2 separate regions of the Sus scrofa genome follow, and region 2 is linked to region 1. A link is a contact called in public HiChIP or PLAC-seq data. All regions are on one chromosome and are shown on one strand. The core of a region is the stretch at or near the end of the contact, and the rest is flanking DNA. Distances in the headings are between cores, read along the strand shown. Region 1 overlaps PRKCE (protein kinase C epsilon type). Region 2 overlaps PRKCE (protein kinase C epsilon type).

Region 1 (3,390 bases), core at 337-2,836:
CCTTGCTCAGTGGGTTAACCATCTGACATTGTCCTGAGCTGTGGTGTAGAACGCAGATGCAGCTTGGACCCCATGTTGCTGCAGCTGTGGTGTAGGCTGGCTGCTGTAGCTCCAATTCGACCCCTTGCCTGGGAACTTCCATATGTTGTGGATGTGGCCCTAAAAAGCAAAAAAAATGCCATTGTGTGTAGCTTTGTAATGGTACTTCAATAAAAATACACCTTGGGGGGTGGTTAATAGATGGTGGTGGTGGCCTATCACAGGTGTATTCCTTGACCTACCCCCAAGGTCATCTGCAGAATACCCTGTGACCTCCTATCTCTCTCTGCCTGGGGGTGACCTAAGCCACGGCGTTATGGGGTAGGGGCTAAAAATCTGATGGCCTCCCCCTTTAGGTGGTTTGATTTTAGGAAAATTCCTCTTAGTTGTCCATCATTATTCTGATGGTAGCTGCCAGTTTTCAGCCACGTGGAGGTTGTACATTTGTAGAAGCCAGTGTGGATGTCTTGGATGAAGGGGGTGTTGGCTGGCAACTCAGTGCATCTTGTGGGTTTTTGAGAACCAGGATGAGTATTTTATTTTCCAAGAAAGGACACAACCGAGAGTAAGAGGTGATGCTATTCATGATGACGCTGAGAAAACAGGCAAAATTCAGGACCCTGTTGGGTGAACCCACGTTCTCCCTCCTACCCTATCCCTGTCCTGAATTTCCTGCATTGTTTTTATACTTGACCTCTGGGTCCCTTTTAACATCCCACCCTTCTCAGCCCCATCAGCCCTTCCAGAAACTCTTTGTTCAGTGAGCAAACCTTTTCTGGCCTCTCGTCTTCATTCTTTTCTGTGGACCTCTTCTCTTTGGCCTAAACTTTGCCTTTTCCTGATTATTTGACCATGAATTCACTGTATCATGCCTTACTCAGCAACTTTCAGAACAAAGGCAAAAAGGCACAAATCTGCTTAAACTAAGTGTGTATTTGCAGATATACACAGTACCAGTTTTCTTGCTCGCTCATGTACAATCTCAAGGACCTTGGCCCCCTTCACGATAGACGACACTGTGAACAGCCAGGGCAGAGGCTGGTGCTCCTTCCCAGTCAGGAGAGGCGGCTTGGAGCTCTCTGCCCGCACGGAGTCCTGTGGCCGAGTCAGCACTCAGGAATCCAGCGCAGTAGGCTAATTCCCCACTGGCTCCAACCCCGTCCAACCCCAGTGAGATCCAACCCAGAGCACCCCGCCAGGGTGGAGGAGGTGCAGGACTGCCACTTTCCAAGTTATTTTTTCTCCTGGAAAATATGTAAAAAACAAAAACAGACCACTCGGCACCATACTCCCCTGCACCTGCTCCCTGTGGTCACTGTGAGTCCTTAGTGGCATAGTGGAGGTTGGTGCATCTAGAGAAAGAGAAATTGGATAGAAATGTAAAATATTATTAAACCTCTGACGAGTTTATCTTGGTAGTGGTCCAGTAGTGACAGACAGGAGACAGGCTTGTGTAAAGCCAGCAGCGTCGCCTTCCTCGGGGTCACTATTTACACTCCCCGATAAGCAGCCTTACTGTCAGGTGGTCATGCCTGGGAGTTGACCTTTCCACAGCTCTGTCATCATTTTATAGCCCACAATCCTGGAGAGTAGAATCAGAGCGCTCTCTTTCAGTAGATTACAAAAGGCTTTCAAGGAGACATTTCCAACCCTGTGTCATTAAGAGAAAATGCAAGGACAAAAAACAAAAGTGTTTTACTTAAGTGACTCCAGTGGCTGTTAGTTAGTGTACTTTTGAGTCCTGCTTGCCGTAGATCATTGCGGGGACCTGCTGTTGTTGCCGAGATGTGGGTGTAACCCATCCCCTCACCAGGCTGGGCTGCCAGTGAACGGCTGGCAAGTACATTCAGGGAACACGTGCACACACCCCCCCTCGCCCCCGTGTAACCCCAGAGTCTCCTGGCTTAGCTGAACTCATGTTTAGAACTCATCTCTGGCCGCTGCCTTCTATCCCTCACTTAGTGGCTCCTAGAAACTGCCATCTGCACTGCAGATTGGAGGCCGTCCTCATTTGAAGACAAGCACAGACCCCATTTCCAGCCCAACCCCTGCCACTTGAGCCTGCATGTCTGTGAAAGGGGTGAGAAGCTGGATCAAGGGCCATTAGGGTTGAGAGGCGTGGCCTCCAAAGTCGTGTTTGCCTACCGCTTGGGCCAGGCTGGGTGAGCCACCGAGAAATGGGAAACAAACAATAGGCTTTCCATTCGTATCTACTCTCTTACCTAAGGACAAGAAAATAATTTCAACTTTTAACTTTTGAATATTTATTTTTTCCATTATATTTGGTTTACAGTGTTCTGTCAATTTCTACTGTGCAGCGAAGTGACCCAGAATATATATACATTCTTTTTCTCACAGTATCTTCCATCATGCCATTTTAATATTCGTTATATGAATTGCCAATTCTCTATGTTTATAAGAAAGTAAACCCATCTATCAAAAAGTTTTTACTGATATTTGCAGCCCAAAATATTTGAAGACCTTTGGCTTAGTCCAACCAGGTCCAAGGAATGGAAGAAGCAGAGTGCCTTTTTTTGTTTTTTGGTTTTTTTTTTAGGGCTGCACCTGCAGCGTATGGAAATTCCCAGGCTAGGGGTTGAATCGGAGCTACGGCTGCCGACCTATACCACAGCCACAGCAACGCGGGATCCAAGCCATGTCTGGGACCTACACCACAGCTCACAGCAACACCAGATCCTTAACCCACTGGACGAGGCCAGGGGTCAAACCTGTGTCCTTATGGATACTAGTCAGGTTTGTTACCACTGAGCCATAACAGGAACTCCTGCAGAGAGCTTGTTAATCAGAGCCAGAGTGAAGGTGATTACGTGTGTTCAGGGCTATGCACACACAGGCTGCACACACAGCAGCATGTGCACACTCATGCTGATGCTCACACTCACATGCTTATATTAACACACACATCACTTGCGCATCGCCCCTCCCTTCACTCACACCCTCACTCCCACTTTTATTCATTCACAAACACGAACACTCCCACGCTCCCCCCAACTCTCACACCCAAATACACACCACGTGATCTCGGACACAATGTGCCTTTTGCTTAATAGCCTACAGCAAGTAAAAATTTAACAAACACCTGTTCCCCTGGGAAAGCCGTAGCACAGTTAATCCCTTGGAGAAGCACTAGTGTCCACTTGCTGTCCGACTTAACCCACTCCGAGGGCTGGCATCAGACCCGAGCCTCAGGAAGTCGGCATCTTGCATGCTTAGCGGAAGCTTAGTGGCTGAGGCAACTTCTGCGCACTCAGCACCATCCGAGTGGTCTTTGACAGATTAGGTGACAAGAGGGCACTCGTGAGGCAAAGACATAGTCTCCAGCCTTAGGGC
Region 2 (3,390 bases), core at 302-2,801, 180 kb before region 1:
AGGTTAGGATAGCAGGGAAGGGCCATTGTTAAAAGGGGGCACAATGGGAGTTCCGCTGTGGCTCTTCAGGTTAAGAACCCGACGTAGTATCCCTGAGGATGTGGGTTCAATCCCTGGCCTCACTTAGTGGGTGAAGGATCCAGCAAGCTTCATCATAGGTCACAGACGTGGCTCAGATCTGGTGTTGCTATAGCTGTGGCATAGACTGGCAGCTGCAGCTCTGATTCAACCCATAGCCCGGGAACTTCTGTATACCACAGGTGTGGCCCTAAAAAAGAAAAAAAAAAAAAAAAAAAAAAAAAGAAAGAAAGTCTCGATGGGCACGGGATATGGATCCAGACTGCCTGGCTGTGTGTCCTGGCCGCACGTACTTAGAAACTGGGCAACCTTTGGGCAAATTACCTAACTTCTCTGTACCTTAGTTTTCTCACCTGTGGAATGGGAATGGGAATAGAAATAGCCCAGATCTCATAGGATTACAGTGAACATTAAGTGAATTAATGTACAAAAATATTTAGAACCATGCTTGGCATGTATTAAGTACTCAGTAAATATTATTGCCACTGCTGTTAGCATTATCATCATTATCTACTCTTGAGCAGAACTCTGGAATGCTGATCTTTTGCAGCTCGCTTCTTTCACCTAGTATATTGTTTCTGAGGTCCATTTATATTGTAGCATGTGTCAAGAGAGCCCGTCCCTTTTTATGGGTAAATACTATTCCACTGTATTGGGGATAACAGATTTTGGTCACCATTTCTCCAGTTACGTGTGAGTTGTTTCCACCTTTGGGCTGTTAATAATACTGCTATAAACAATTATGTGCAAGTCTTTGTCCCCCTCCTTTTCTTTAAGGCTCGTATGTTTTGAGGGAATTCCCACTGTGGCTCAGCAGGTTAAGAACCCAACTGGTATCCGTGAGGATGTAGGTTTGATCCCTGGCCTCACTCAGTGGGTTAAGGGTCCCGTGTTGCTGTGAGTTGCGGTGTAGGTTGTAGATGTGGATTGGATCTGGCGTTGCTGTGGTGTAGGCCGGCAGCTGTAGCTCTGATGCGACCCCTAACCTGGGAACTTCCAAATGCTGCAGGTGTGGTCATAAGATGAAAAAAAAAAAAGGCTCATACTTTTTGAGATTCAAGCATGTTCTGCCTCCCTCATGTTGGTTGAAATGATAAAGCGAATGCAGTCATTTAAAGGTACCTTTGAATGTGATCTTCCAAACCCTCTCCTGTTTGGATTGGGCACGGTGCCCTCTCCAGCTCTTTGCATCTCTAGACACGTGCAGGAAATAAACATGTCAGAACATGGCAGCAACAGTAGAGACCAGAGGAGAGGTATGTGGGGTCATCATTTTACTGTCATGAGCTGTTCTGTTCTGAAAGGGAGCAGACCCCAGGTTCTGTCTGAACAGAAGCTGTGCATTAGCAGAGGGGGCATGGAGGCTGGGAGAAGGGCTGACATGTGTGAGAAGGGGGGCCAGCCAGATGGCTTGGTTTATCCGCCTCAGGGCCGGACCGGGAAGAAGCCCAGGTTGGCCAGGTGCTGCCTGGAGGCTTCCATGCTGCTTAGCCCCTGGGAGGCTGGGCCTCTGCCCTGGCACCTGAGCTCTCTGGGGAAGCAGGGGTGGCAGCGACTGGGAGACGCCTGTTGTTCCTCAAGTTCAGCAATTAGCGCCCTCTCTTTCAGGGCAGACCTCCTCTTAGCTCTAATCTGAAATGTCAGTTATTACACTCGTTTGATTTAAGTATAGAAGCGCCTCGGTTATGCTCTCAAGAGTAAGACAGAAATAGCTAGTCAGTGTGGGTGAGTAATCTTCTAAAAGCATTCACAGGGATCATCCTTGCCATGGCATTATGCACTCCTCCAAGTTGGAGTGAATGTCAGGCGTCCGTCCGGCATTTAGAGTTGGGGGAGGGGAGGCGGGCAGTTAGGGGAATCCTGAGTTAAATCCATCAGAGTTTCTGTCCTGGGTCATCCACCAAGCACTTGGTATTCTTTCAGTTCCCAATGTGGGACTGGTTGGATTTTACAGGAGGTACTGAAAAGCATGGGACACAGCCCTTGGGTCCTGGATTAGGTGCCGATTACAAGCAGTAGCTCCTGTGCACAGGTGCGCCTCTGCGTTTGAAAGTGTCGCATGCAAGGGGCTGTAAGAGTCATTAGCACTGGAGTGGGGAGGGGTTCCTTTGGACTGGGGCAATCTGGAAGGTTTCCTAGAGGAGGCAGCTGGTGAAAAGGTGAAAATATTGGGGATCGATTGTTTTGCTTTTACTTGATTCTCTCCTGCCTTTGTCTACCAGGGGCGGAAGCACCTTATACAAGAAAGTTCCCAAACATAAATAGAAAATTGAGGCCGCCAAAGGGAAAAAAAAAGTGGCTAATCTCGTTGCTCTGATGGAGCCCTGCATTTGGTTTTAAGCTTCTTGGCAGCCTGGCCATAATGAGAACCAGGTTAATTATATAGCTCCCTTGATCAGAAAGGGGAAAATCTCCCAGCTCCTGAAGGGAGGCAAAATTCTTCCTGGCACATTTTTCCCAAATCATTTTCTCATGTAGGAGTTTGTACCAGAGACACAGGGGCATAAAGGACATTGATCCATCAGCAACAAAAGCCTTTATGAATATGGAGATTGGATGCCAAGGAGTGACACAGTGAAGGTAATCAGGCCAGTGGCTAAGCTGGCAGGATCCTGTTATGTGGCTCTGGGGGCTTGGGCTTGAGGCAAAATGAACTTAGAATCATTCACTGGAGGCGTAGACAAAGGCGAAAGCCTGATGGAGCCTTTCTCGTGGGAATTCAGAGGGGAAACCTCCTCGGCCCTGGTGAGATGATACCCAGGGAAAGGATGCAGAAGCCGTCTCCCTGAGTTCCCACTGGCCAGCGTGTAATTACCATGTCTGGGGATCAGATTTGGTGCTGAGTGTCCTGGAAGCCAGGGGCACAAAAGGAAACACACGTCTGGTTCCAGAGTCTGGAGCTGGTCTTATCTCTGTCACCAGCACCCTTCAGTAGGCTGTGCCTTATTGGATGTGAATTGAGGCCTTAAAGCACCTGCTCTGGTCTCTGCCAATTTCTCAAGCAGTTGAAGTCTAGAAAGGGTATTTTTAACTTTAAAAAATAAATCCAAGATAGGCACAAATCTGGAAAAGATTGCATGCCAGTAGGTTGGCTTTGCCACTTTTTTTTTTTTCTTTGCTTTTTAGGGCCACACCTACAGCATGTGGAAGTTCCCAGGCTAGGGGTTGAATCTGAGCTGCAGCTGCCAGCGTATGTCACAGCTACAACCATGCCGGATCTGAGCCACATCTGCGACCTACACCACAGCTAATGGCAACGTTGGATCCTTAACCACTAAGTGAGGCCAGGGATCAAACCTGCATCCTCATGGA

What was found. HiChIP or PLAC-seq counts read pairs in DNA pulled down with a chosen protein or histone mark.
Region 2: a contact with region 1 is called in an H3K27ac HiChIP or PLAC-seq map of skeletal muscle. The contact joins two enhancer-like sites. A contact is called at or near these places in 5 of 47 Hi-C or Micro-C datasets (embryonic fibroblasts, heart right ventricle, liver and 1 more) and 1 of 2 datasets of contacts at active chromatin or transcription factors (skeletal muscle).

Annotation. Positions count from the first base shown.
Region 1 is chr3:94,573,512-94,576,901 of Sscrofa11.1, reverse strand. All of the region lies in intron 3 of PRKCE (protein kinase C epsilon type), which reads left to right. Among named protein-coding and RNA genes, the nearest start is that of PRKCE, 290 kb to the left of the region's middle. Within about 2 kb of position 1,586, at least 36 of the 83 cell types and tissues checked have an H3K27ac peak or open chromatin away from gene starts, as enhancers often do. A contact at or near this core is called in skeletal muscle, where this site is marked.
Region 2 is chr3:94,754,097-94,757,486 of Sscrofa11.1, reverse strand. All of the region lies in intron 2 of PRKCE (protein kinase C epsilon type), which reads left to right. Among named protein-coding and RNA genes, the nearest start is that of PRKCE, 110 kb to the left of the region's middle. Within about 2 kb of position 1,551, at least 5 of the 83 cell types and tissues checked have an H3K27ac peak or open chromatin away from gene starts, as enhancers often do. A contact at or near this core is called in skeletal muscle, where this site is marked.